Linked DNA regions of Sus scrofa: regions 1 and 2 are each linked to region 3. A link is a contact called in public promoter capture Hi-C data. All regions are on one chromosome and are shown on one strand. Each heading gives the region's core, a stretch centred on a gene start, on an enhancer-like site or on the middle of the called end of the contact. The rest is flanking DNA. Distances are from core to core; before and after follow the strand shown.

What was found. Promoter capture Hi-C pulls out the DNA fragments that hold promoters and counts their contacts.
Region 1: a promoter capture Hi-C map of liver shows a contact between it and region 3, with 2.6 times the contacts expected there. The contact joins the promoter of CHAF1A here to the promoter of CCDC94 in region 3. A contact is called at or near these places in 2 of 5 promoter capture datasets (fetal skeletal muscle and liver), 7 of 47 Hi-C or Micro-C datasets (epiblast stem cells, heart right ventricle, liver and 2 more) and 2 of 2 datasets of contacts at active chromatin or transcription factors (alveolar macrophages and skeletal muscle).
Region 2: a promoter capture Hi-C map of liver shows a contact between it and region 3, with 3 times the contacts expected there. The contact joins the promoter of MPND here to the promoter of CCDC94 in region 3. A contact is called at or near these places in 2 of 5 promoter capture datasets (fetal skeletal muscle and liver) and 7 of 47 Hi-C or Micro-C datasets (brain, embryonic fibroblasts, fetal heart ventricle and 3 more).

Annotation. Positions count from the first base shown.
Region 1 is chr2:74,410,543-74,414,140 of Sscrofa11.1, reverse strand. It overlaps CHAF1A (chromatin assembly factor 1 subunit A), which reads left to right and starts at 2,266. Exons shown (of 15, transcript XM_003123068.4): 1 at 2,266-2,533. The coding sequence starts at 2,482.
Region 2 is chr2:74,454,540-74,457,870 of Sscrofa11.1, reverse strand. MPND (MPN domain-containing protein) reads left to right here and starts at 1,943. Exons shown (of 12, transcript XM_021084063.1): 1 at 1,943-2,047; 2 at 2,152-2,405; 3 at 3,145-3,331. The coding sequence starts at 1,951.
Region 3 is chr2:74,526,440-74,530,073 of Sscrofa11.1, reverse strand. CCDC94 (coiled-coil domain-containing protein 94) reads left to right here and starts at 1,741. Exons shown (of 8, transcript XM_013994769.2): 1 at 1,741-1,874. The coding sequence starts at 1,851.

The DNA of each region.
Region 1 (3,598 bases), core at 1,017-3,516, 120 kb after region 3:
TTCACTAATCTCAGCTATAGCCAGTTCTTCTGTGCGTCTAGTACCTTCCACCATCATCGCGTCCTGCCCAGTGTTCATCTATTCAGTTGCCCAAGTCAGACATCAGGGTATCTCTTGTACCTCCTTTCCACTATCCCACCCCCAACTCTCTTCTCTGCCCTGATCAGACCATTCCACCAGCCTCCTCTCTGATGTGCCCACCTTCAGGTTCTTGCCTCCAATTCATTGCCTACAAGGCAACCAGAAAGATGCTTCTATGACACAATTCAGATCACATCAGCCCTCTGTTTAAAGTCCACCTACTGGCCTTAGAATACACTACCAATTTCCTAGGATGGCCTACAAAGCTTGCATAATTTGGCCCCCATCATCTTTTCTGGGTTTTTGTTTTTGTTTTGTTTTGTTTTTTAGGGCCACGCCTGTGGCATATGGAGGTTCCCAGGCTAGGGGTCTAATCGGAGCTGTAGCTGTGGACCTATGCCACAGCCCATGGCAAAGCCGGATCCTTAACCCACCAAGCCAGGCCAGGGATTGAACCTGCAACCTCACGGTTCCTAGTCGGATTCATTTCTGCTGTGCCATGATGGGAACTCCCCCATCACCTTTTCTGATTTCAGCTGTCTTCATCTATAATCCATGTGTTTTGCTAACATTGTTCCTCTCTTGCATATTCTTCCCCAATCTTTTCCCTTTTCCTTGTGCCTAAGAGGACTCTTTGCAATGGCACCTCCTCCAGGAAGCCTTCTCAGATTGATAAATGTTTACTGATATTGACTTTTTTAACCAACTGTTATTTTATTGAATGAAGTGGAAATTAATAGTGAATTGAAGTGAATAAATGAATCCAAAAAGAAGAATAATAAAATGACCAGAGCTAAAGTGCTTGCAATTTCATTTCCAAAATCTCTGACAGAGTTGAGTGCTTTTGTAAAGCAGAGGATTGCTAGAAGTTTCCAAGTGCCTCAATGGTAGGTCCTGGGCTAGATTAGAGGATTGCTTCGCAATAGGCAGGCTCCAACCTCTTTCCCCAAGATCCTGATGAGGCTATTATTAATAGTTTGAAATTTTTTCCATGTGATTCTGATGGGCATCCTGAAGGGTGATGCACTAGTCTCAATCATTTCAGATGTCAGAATGTTAGAGAAGGAAGGGAAAACATCCTAATGGTTCAGAGGGAGAAACTGAGGTCTTGAGTAAGACACGACTTACTTGCCTAAAGCGATGTCCTCGAATTTCCTATTTTTCCACATGATTTACAACAATCATACTGATTTAATTATCCAATTTACAGGATAAATAGAATTCCAAAATTGGGCTAAATTTTACTATTCTCACTTCTGCTCTGCTTGAGCGATAAATAGATGCTGAAGAAAACCTGTTCTAAGGCTCACAGACTGATTCTGAAGGTCTCTGTTCTGTGAGAGGCTTTTAATTTATCCGGTCACAGTTTAATCAAATGGTATTTAATGTATTCACTCATATATATATATTGGGTACCTACTACTGCGTAAGTCATCAATAGGTCCTGAGGATACCATGATAAATGATTTTTGCCTTCATGGAGCTAATGATAAAAACAGGAATTAATTCATTAACCAATAACACGCTAATAAATAAACACAAGGTGTAATTATTCCAAGAAAAATGACTGTGTTGTAGGAACTTCATGTTGTTGGGGTAGGGGAGAAAAGGCTTCTCTGGGGTTTTGATCTAAGATCTGAAAGTTAGGTAAAAATCAACCAGGAAAAGAGCTGAGGAAAGAGTGTTCCAGGCGAAGAAACAGCCTATGCAAAACCCTGAGGGATTAAACCAGAAACATTCATTTCATTCGTTCCCTCTGAATATATTCACTGCATCTCAAATGCTTCTGAAGCGATGCCTAGAGTTTATTTATTCTATTTTTATTATTCGTATTAAAAGAGTTCATAATTTTAATTTCTGTTGCTATGTGTGCAGCCTATATCCAATTACGACTTAAAAAAACTTCAGTCTTCAGCTAAATCGCAGTTTCAGGCTGTCTCTGGTGCCCTGTGTAAAGCGTTTTGTCACGACGTAGGAACCTGGCCCTTCCTCCTCCCACTCCCCACCCACATACCCCAGCAATCAACCAATAACAGTGTCGATTCTCAGATTGATATCACCCTCCCCCAATCACAGGGCACATGTTCACCGCCAATGACAGGCTGCCGAGGGGGACACCCCGCCCTCAGCGGGAATATCAATAGGGGAGCCCTGGGAGTAATGGAAGCCTCGGCTCTCGCGAGGATTCTCCCGGAGCACCCCTCTTCCCGAGGAAGCGCGTCACGTGATGCGGCCTCACCCAATCGGCGCATCGGCCGCGGGGGTCGCCGCGGTTCCCGCCAAATACGAGCGCGGCGGCCGCGGTAGCAGCGGCGCGGGCGGGAGGGCGAGCAGCAGCGGCCGCCTCAGCGGAGCCCGCGCCTCCTCCGCCTGAGGGGAGTTCGAGACGCTGCCGGGACAATGCTGGAGGAGCCGGAGTGCGGGGCGCCAGGCGCCCGGGGAGCCGCTGCAGGTCGGTTCCGGCACGCGCGGAGGGGAAGGGGGGGCGCGGCGTGCGGCCTGTGAGGGCCGAGGCGGCAGTTGGGGGCGGACGGGCCTCCAGTCCCGGGCCCTCTCCTCGGCTCCTCGCGTTCGGTCCGTGGAGCTTACAGTCCCAAGGAAGGGCCTTGGGACTCAAAGGGCGCTCTTCTTGACGTTATTGTAGCCGCGACCATTTTCTCCCGGCGCTTTTGCCGTCAGTTCGCCCTTCCAGGGCGCTCTGCGGTGACGGGTGTGTGTGGCCAGGAGGGGAAACGGAGGCCCAGAGAGGCGAAAAAGCCGGCTTTGGAAGTTACCGAGTGCGTTTGTGTCCCTTGATAAGTTGGACGCTGCAGCGGCCCCAAAACTGGGTGGAGAAACGGAGGTCCAGGGTCACAAGGGCTCGGGGACCAGAACAGTTGCGTCTGCGGGTCAGGGCAAGCCCAGGTAAGAGGCCCGGATGATAAGGGTCCCGGGTTCTTGATGCTGCCGACCTGTCTTTCTCCTTACTCTGTCTTGGGAGGGGGCTTTCTGGCAGGCCCTCAAGATGGGGGGTGGTGAACCACGGAAGACCAGACGACTTGACTCCTTTTACCCCCAGCACTTGGCAAAATGCTTGGCATGTAGTAGCTGCTCAATAAATGTGGGTTGTTTGAATGAAGGGTTGGCAGGGACCTCAACTAGACTAGTCCAGGGTTTCTCAATCTCAGCACTATTGACATTTGGGGCCGTCCTGTGCATTGTAGGGTGTCTAGCAGCATCCCTGGTCTCCACCCATTAGATCTCAGTAGCAACACTTCCTTCCTAGTTGTGACAATAATGTATCCTAGGCACTGTCAAGGGGCCCCCTAATTGAGAACCACTGTGCTAATTGTTTCCAGACTTTGGGATTTTAAATAGACATAGAATTTATGAAATAAAGTTGGGACCGATTGTCATGGACAGTCATTTGACCGAGTAAGGGTCAATTAAATGGTTAATTAGAAAATTTTAAAAGCACCATCTGTTATGATCATAATACCATAAAAGAGAAAGATGTCTTAATGCTAAATAAAACTAG
Region 2 (3,331 bases), core at 694-3,193, 72 kb after region 3:
AGTGGTTAACGAATCCGACTAGGAACCATGAGGTTGCGGGTTCGGTCCCTGCCCTTGCTCAGTGGGTTAACGATCCGGCGTTGCCGTGAGCTGTGGTGTAGGTTGCAGACGAGGCTCGGATCCCGAGTTGCTGTGGCTCTGGCGTAGGCCGGTGGCTACGGCTCCGATTCAACCCCTAGCCTGGGAACCTCCATATGCCGCGGGAGCGGCCCAAGAAATAGCAACAACAACAACAACAAAAAAAGACAAAAAAAAAAAAAAATGGAATTCTACTTGAGCCAAATTGAGGATTATAATCTGAGAAGCAGATTCTCAGAAAGCTCTGAGAACTGTTCCCCCTGTTAGAAGTTGAAGGTACAGTCATATACATTCTCAAGCCAAGGATCATACATCAAGATGACACACTGATATTTTACATAAAGCTCACCAAGGATACACAGTCCAGGTAAACACATATAAAGCAAGAAGCAAATCAACATGACCCCCTACAGAGCTGGGAAAGAATATTAAGTAGTTACACTGCTAGCTTTAGAAGAAAAAAAATTGATCTTCACTCTCAAGCAGGCGTTCTCATCTTTGAGGATCTCTAGAGGATAATGTGTAGTGCAGATGCTCATTACATCTGGGAGGGATGTTGGAAAGGAGGGAGGGAAGAAGGAAGGAGGTGCAAAGAAACAAAATTTTATTTTTTTCTTGTCCTTCCTTTAGATACAAACTTTATTTCATCACGTGAAATTTTATTTCATTATGTGTAATAATCATTCACATTCCCCAGCTCTTACTACATGTCATGCTCTGTTCTTTAACAACTCTGCAGCAGGAATTAGTCATCCCACAGGGAAACAGAGAGGTGGAGACATTTGGCCAAAGTCACAGAGCTGGTTAAGTGGTGGAGCAGGACCTGGAGCCAAGTCCAGTCTGAGTCCAGACCACCCTACCTGGGAACCCGCGCCCCTACCCGCAGTGGTCTGTCACCTCTTCCACACCCATCTGAGGTTGAGCCTGGACAAAGGTGCCCTGCACCCTGGGGGAGACCCCACCTCCGGCTTTCAGCCCTGCCAGAGATTAGGGAGTCCCAGCGTTGGGAGGCAGCTCTGCACCTCGGGGCAAAGGTCCTGGGACAGTGGCCAGGGTCAAAAGAGCAGCAACCCTCCGGTGTACTCCTAGCCAGACTCCAGCCACATGCACCGTGTTGGTGGTAGTGTTGGCGCGGGCGGGGGCGGGGTGTTGGTTTGGGGTTGGCCCCACAGGCCCGCGAGGCAGGTTTTACCCGCGCGCTGTTTGGCTGGCTGCGGACTAGACCCTACCATTGATTGGATGTATCAGGGCTACAGGTTCCTGCTGATTGGCCGAGGAAGATGGCTGTCCTTTAGTTTAACACTGTCTATAGGCTGAAGATGAAATCCCCCTCCCCTTATAATTGGTTGGCGGGCTTGGCTGTGATCCAGTCATAAAATCAGTCGAGGGCTGCTGGGGAGGGTGGGAGTTAACCTCTTAGAGACCGCCGCCCGGCTTGGACGCTTTACATCTGCGGTGCCCGGCTGCTTCCCCACATTTTGGCCTACAGCCCCGGGGCACTGTGGCTTATTCTCCCAGGGCTTACTTTCTCCCGTGGTTCCAACAGCCGAGGCCTGTAGGTCCCTCGAGAGGGGTGGTTGCGGACCTCAATTTCCCTTTTCTCCCCTCTCCAGGGCAGAATCCAGTAGGCAATGGTCACAGGTGGAGTCATTAGTTCTCCGAAAGCGGAAGTCCCCGGCCTCAGTTTCCCCAATTGCACTATGAGCTCTGCGTTACACCCCATTCCCACGGAAGGTGGCCTCAGGCCTCAGTCTCCAGAATAGTCCCAGAGGGCTGAGCCCCCACCTCCTTTTCCCTCCTGCGCAGGCCGGAGGCCTGTTTCTTGGTTCGCTCCAGCAGGCCGAGCCCCCGCCCGCCCACTGGAAGCGGCCAATGGCTGGGGCGCTCCCCCCTCGGGGCGGAGTTGCGTCACGTGCGGGGAAGAAAGAGCCGGAGGCACACAGGGCGTGGGGCGGAGCGGCCATGGCAGGTACGGCGAACCTTGAGGGGGTCCAGCGAGGCGCCAGGCTGGGGGGCTGGACCGTGGACCGGCTCGGGGCGCGCGGCCCCTCTGCAGCCTGTTGCTGCCTGCAGCTCCGGAGTCGCTGTCCCCGGCGGGCGGCGCGGGCGAGGAGGCGCCGGATGACGACGAGGACGAGGCGGAGGCCGAGGACCCCGAACGTCCAGGGGCAGTCGGCGGCGCGCGCAGTGGCGGCGGCGGCGGGGCCGGGGCGGGGAGCTGCGGCGGGCCCGGGAGCGCGTTCACTAGGCGCGCGGTCACGCTGCGCGTGCTCCTCAAAGACGGACTGCTGGAGCCCGGCTCCGGGGTGCTGTCCATCTACTACCTGGTGAGCGCTCCCCAGCCCCAGCCCATCCTAGCTGGGGCCAAAAGGGGAAACCGGACTCCAGAGTGCTCCTTTGCTACAGGCCAAGCCGCAGCGTGGGGAGGGGAAACTGAGGCACGGAGCATCCTGACCTTCTTGGGCAGGAGGACATTGTTTACCAAACACCCAGTTCCACAAAGGAGAAACGCAGGCTCAGAGAGGGCACTAGTGCTTTCCTGGCTGTGTGATCTCGCTCAGCCTCCTCAAGTCCTAGTTTCCCCATCTGTAAAACGGGATTTTTTCCCTCCCACGTGGTCGTATGAGGATTCAGTGAATAAAGTGCTCAGCAGTATGCCTGCTACACAGTAAGTGCTTTATAAGTGTTTGCTGTTATTACTGTTGTTATTAATATAGTTTTGCTCTTTGTGAGTGGGAGCAATTTGTGAATTGAGCACCTGTTGTGTGCCAGGCTGTGTTGGGCATTAGGGACACAGCAGAGAGCAATACAGACCCTGTTCTGTCCTTTGTGGCTCACAGTCCAGTGAAGGGAGTGGAGGACAGACACATAACTGGAAGTTTCAATCCAGGCTGAACAGGACTAGACCATGGATATCTAGGTATTGGGAGGCACCTAAGCTAAAAGGCTTTGTGGAAGAAAGTGGGAAGTAGGTGCCAAACTCTGGGAGAGTTAGGGAGGATTTTCTGGAGGAGGGGTCTTGATGGGTATCAGCTCCTGGGCCCAGCCAGCCCACTCTCACTGCAGGGGAAGAAGTTCGTGGGAGACCTGCAGCCCGATGGGAGGATTGTGTGGCAGGAAACAGGGCAGGTGTTCAACTCACCCAGTGCCTGGGCCACCCATTGCAAGAAGCTGGTGAACCCAGCCAAGAAGTCCGGCTGTGGCTGGGCCTCCGTCAAGTACAAGGGCCAGAAACTGGACAAGTACAAGGCTG
Region 3 (3,634 bases), core at 492-2,991:
ATCTGGCGTTGCCGTGAGCTGTGGTGTGGGGTTGCAGACGCGGCTCGGATCTGGCGTTGCTGTGGCTCTGGCGTAGGCCAGCAGCTATGGTTCCAATTCGACCCCTAGCCTGGGAACCTCCATATGCCTCAAGAGCAGCCCAAGAAATGGCAAAAAGACAAAAAAAAAATTAAAAATAAAAATAAAACATTGAGCTTGTGGCAGTTTGTTACAGCAGCCATAGGACACTCAACTTTCTCAAGTAGCCCCTTCTCATCACTTTGTTACCCTGTTGTTTTGTCTTCAAATCACTTACCAGGACCTGAGTTTTTGTGTGACTGTGTTTATTGTCCATCAGTCCCACTACACAGGCAGTGATCTCCAGGGGGGCAGAAATCTTATGTCTTGTTCTCTGATGTGTCCCCAGTGACCAAGCACATCTCTGATACAGAGCAAACATTTGTAAAAGGAAGGGGGAGGCTAGGGAAGGGATGGCCTCTTTAGAAAGATGAACACAGGAGTTCCCGTCGTGGCGCAGTGGTTAACGAATCCGACTAGGAACCATGAAGTTGCGGGTTCGGTCCCTGCCCTTGCTCAGTGGGTTAACGATCCGGCGTTGCCGTGAGCTGTGGTGTAGGTCGCAGACGCGGCTTGGATCTCGCGTTGCTGTGGCGTAGGCCGGTGGCTACAGCTCTGATTCGACCCCTAGCCTGGGAACCTCCATATGCTGCGGGAGCGGCCCAAAAAATAGCAACAACAACAACAAAAGACAAAAAGACAAAAAAAAAAAAAAAAAAAGAAAGATGAACACAGAGGCAAGCAATAGGGAGACATAAGGGAGTAAATATGTGTGTAGGAGGGAAGACTGGCTGTAGTACAATGGGATCAGTGGCATCTCTGAAGCACCAGGATGCAGGTTCAACCCTTGGGCCTCCACAGTGGGTTAAGGATCCTTCATCGCCACAGCTGAGGAACAGATCGCAGCTGTGGCTCCCATTCAATCCCTAGCCCAGGAACTTCCACATGCTGCTGGTGTGGCATGGGAAATAACAAATAGGAGTTCCTGTTGTGGCTCAGTGGTAACGAATCCGACCAGTATCCATAAGGATGTGGGTTCGATCCCTGGCCCCACTCAGTGGGTTAAGGATCCAGCATTGCCATGAGTTGAGGTGTAGGTCGCAGACAATGCTGGGATCTGGCGTTGCTGTGGTGAAGGCCGGCTGTTGCAGCTCGGATTGGACCCCAGGCCTGGGAAGTCCATATGCCTCAGGTGCGGCCCTTAAAAAACCAAAAAGAGGAGTTCCTGTTGTGACGCAGCAGAAACGAATCTGACTAATAGCCTTGAGGTTTCAGGTTCCATCCCTGGCCTCCCTCAGTGGGTTAAGGATCTGGCATGGCTGTGAGCTGTGGTGTAGGTCGCAGACGCGGCTTGGATCCTGCGTTGCTGTGGCTGTGGTGTAGGCCAGCAGCTGTAGCTCCGACCTGACCCCTAGCCTGTGAACTATATGCCGCGGGTGCGGCGCTAGGAAGAAAACCAAAAAAACAAAAACGAAAACAGGGAATGCCGTGACCGGCAGCCCCATCGCCTCTAGGGGGCGCAACGCCTCCTTGAAATTTCAAATCCTGACCAACGCCGGAACCTCTGATGAGCGCCCCCAGGGTTGCAACCAGGGAGGGAAGACCGAGGGACTCGGATGTTGACAGGCGGAAGCTGGAGCCAATGATAAAGGCAAGCTGTATATGCTGCAGCCAATAACAGCGGCTGAAGGAGTGGCGTAAGCGGAAATACAAAGGACAGACGGTCGGGAAAGTTCGATAAGCACCGAGCCTAACCAGTACTCTCGTGCTTGTGAGAAGACTAGGAGGCAAAGATGTCGGAGCGAAAAGTTTTAAACGTAAGTGTTGGGCGACTAAGGCTTTCCACCAGTGGTGGGACCTCTCGTAGCCAACGGAAGTGGGCTAATTATACTCTTCTAGTGGGACCTTTGCCTTCTTCCCAACGGTCTGCACACTCCTCCCAATCACCTTCCGCGGAGGGTGGGCCTTCAGCTAAACCTCATCCTGGAGCCTGGAGTGTACCCCATCACCTTTGGGGGCGGAGCTTGGGCGTATTTACCAGATCTCTTCTCCTGATTGGATCTTCTGAAGGGAATTATCCAATCACTTTCCTTGGGGCGGAGCTATTTTAAAATCGTGGTATTTCAGCTCTAAGCACCGCCGGCAGGGGGTCTATTTTAGCCAGTTCTGATCTTTGGGAAGGGTTAGGCTTATCTAAATTCAGCGTGCGGCTGGAGACCTTTCCAGTTGCCTTAAGTCTGCCAGCTCTTTTGGGGAAAAAAAAAATCATTCCCTAACAGAACTGGTGTGTGTGTTGAGGGGGGCGGGGTCTGGAAAGCAGCATTCAGCTTCTAGAGAAGAAAACTCCGGAATTCTGAGTCCCTGTCCCCCACCGTCTAAGAGGGTGTGTGCTCCCAGGTAAGGAGTGAGCTCACCGGCCTGGGAGTGTGTAAACCCAGGATGTCAGGAAGGAGTAGAGAAGAGACCTCCAGACTGATGGCTCCGAGCCCAGGTTTCCAAGGTCAGTTTGATGTCTCTTTCCCTAACTCGGTGCTCTAATCTTTTAAACACCTGTGGTAAGAATCCAGCCACTGGAGTTTCTGTTGCAGCTCAGCGGCTTAAGAACCCAGCTAGTGTGCATGAGGATGCGGGTTTGATCCCTGGCTTCACTCAGTGGGTTAAGGATCCGGCATTGCTGCAAGCTGCGGCGTAGATGAAGGATGCGGCACAGATCGCAGATACAGCTCTGATTTGGCAGCTGCAGCTAGGATTTGACCCTTAGCGCAGGAACCCCCATATGCTACAGGTTTGGCACTAAAAAAAAAAAGAAAGAAAGAAAAAGAAAAATCCAGCCCCAGTCACCTCACATTCCAGGACTTCATATGGGTGAAAGTTCTTCCATCCTGAGGATCTAGCTGGGAGGCCATCTATTCCCATAACTTTCTGGTAAATACTTGTGTTTGCCAGGTACTGCTCTAAGTGCCATATTCACGAAGTCCTTGCAGGTGAACAAGTTATCCCTCCATCAGATGAGGAAACTCAGGCCCAGAGAGATTATGTAATAGCCAGAGAGTGGTGGAGTCAAACCCAGTACCCCCAGCTCTGTAATGTGTGCTCTTAATCATGATACCAGTTTCCCCAAAGTCGTGTCCCTGGCTTTGCTTCTCACACTGTGTGACCTTGAGTAGCTGAAACCACCAGGATTCAGTTTCCTATGGGTACTCTGCTGTCTGTCTCAGGTCTTTGCAGGGATTGCATAAAACAAGGGATGTAAAGCTCTAAATAGTATGTGGCACCTCGTAAGTGCTCAGAGCTCAAAGTGCTTTATTTTCTGTTTATCCTGCGTGGTGATTTTTAAACATAATCCAAACTCACCTTCCCCACACTTTCCATCTCAGGCTCCTGTGCAGAAAGAGTTAATGCGACAGGCCTGAGGCTGCTGTCCTTAGAAAGGCCTGCTTGTGAGGAGTCCCCGTTGTGGCTCAGCAGTAGTGTACCCGACTAGTGTCCATGAGGTTGTAGGTTCGATCCCTTGCCCTGCTCAGTGAGTTAAAGATCCGGCGTTGCAGTGAGCTGTGGGGTAGGTTGCAGATGTGGC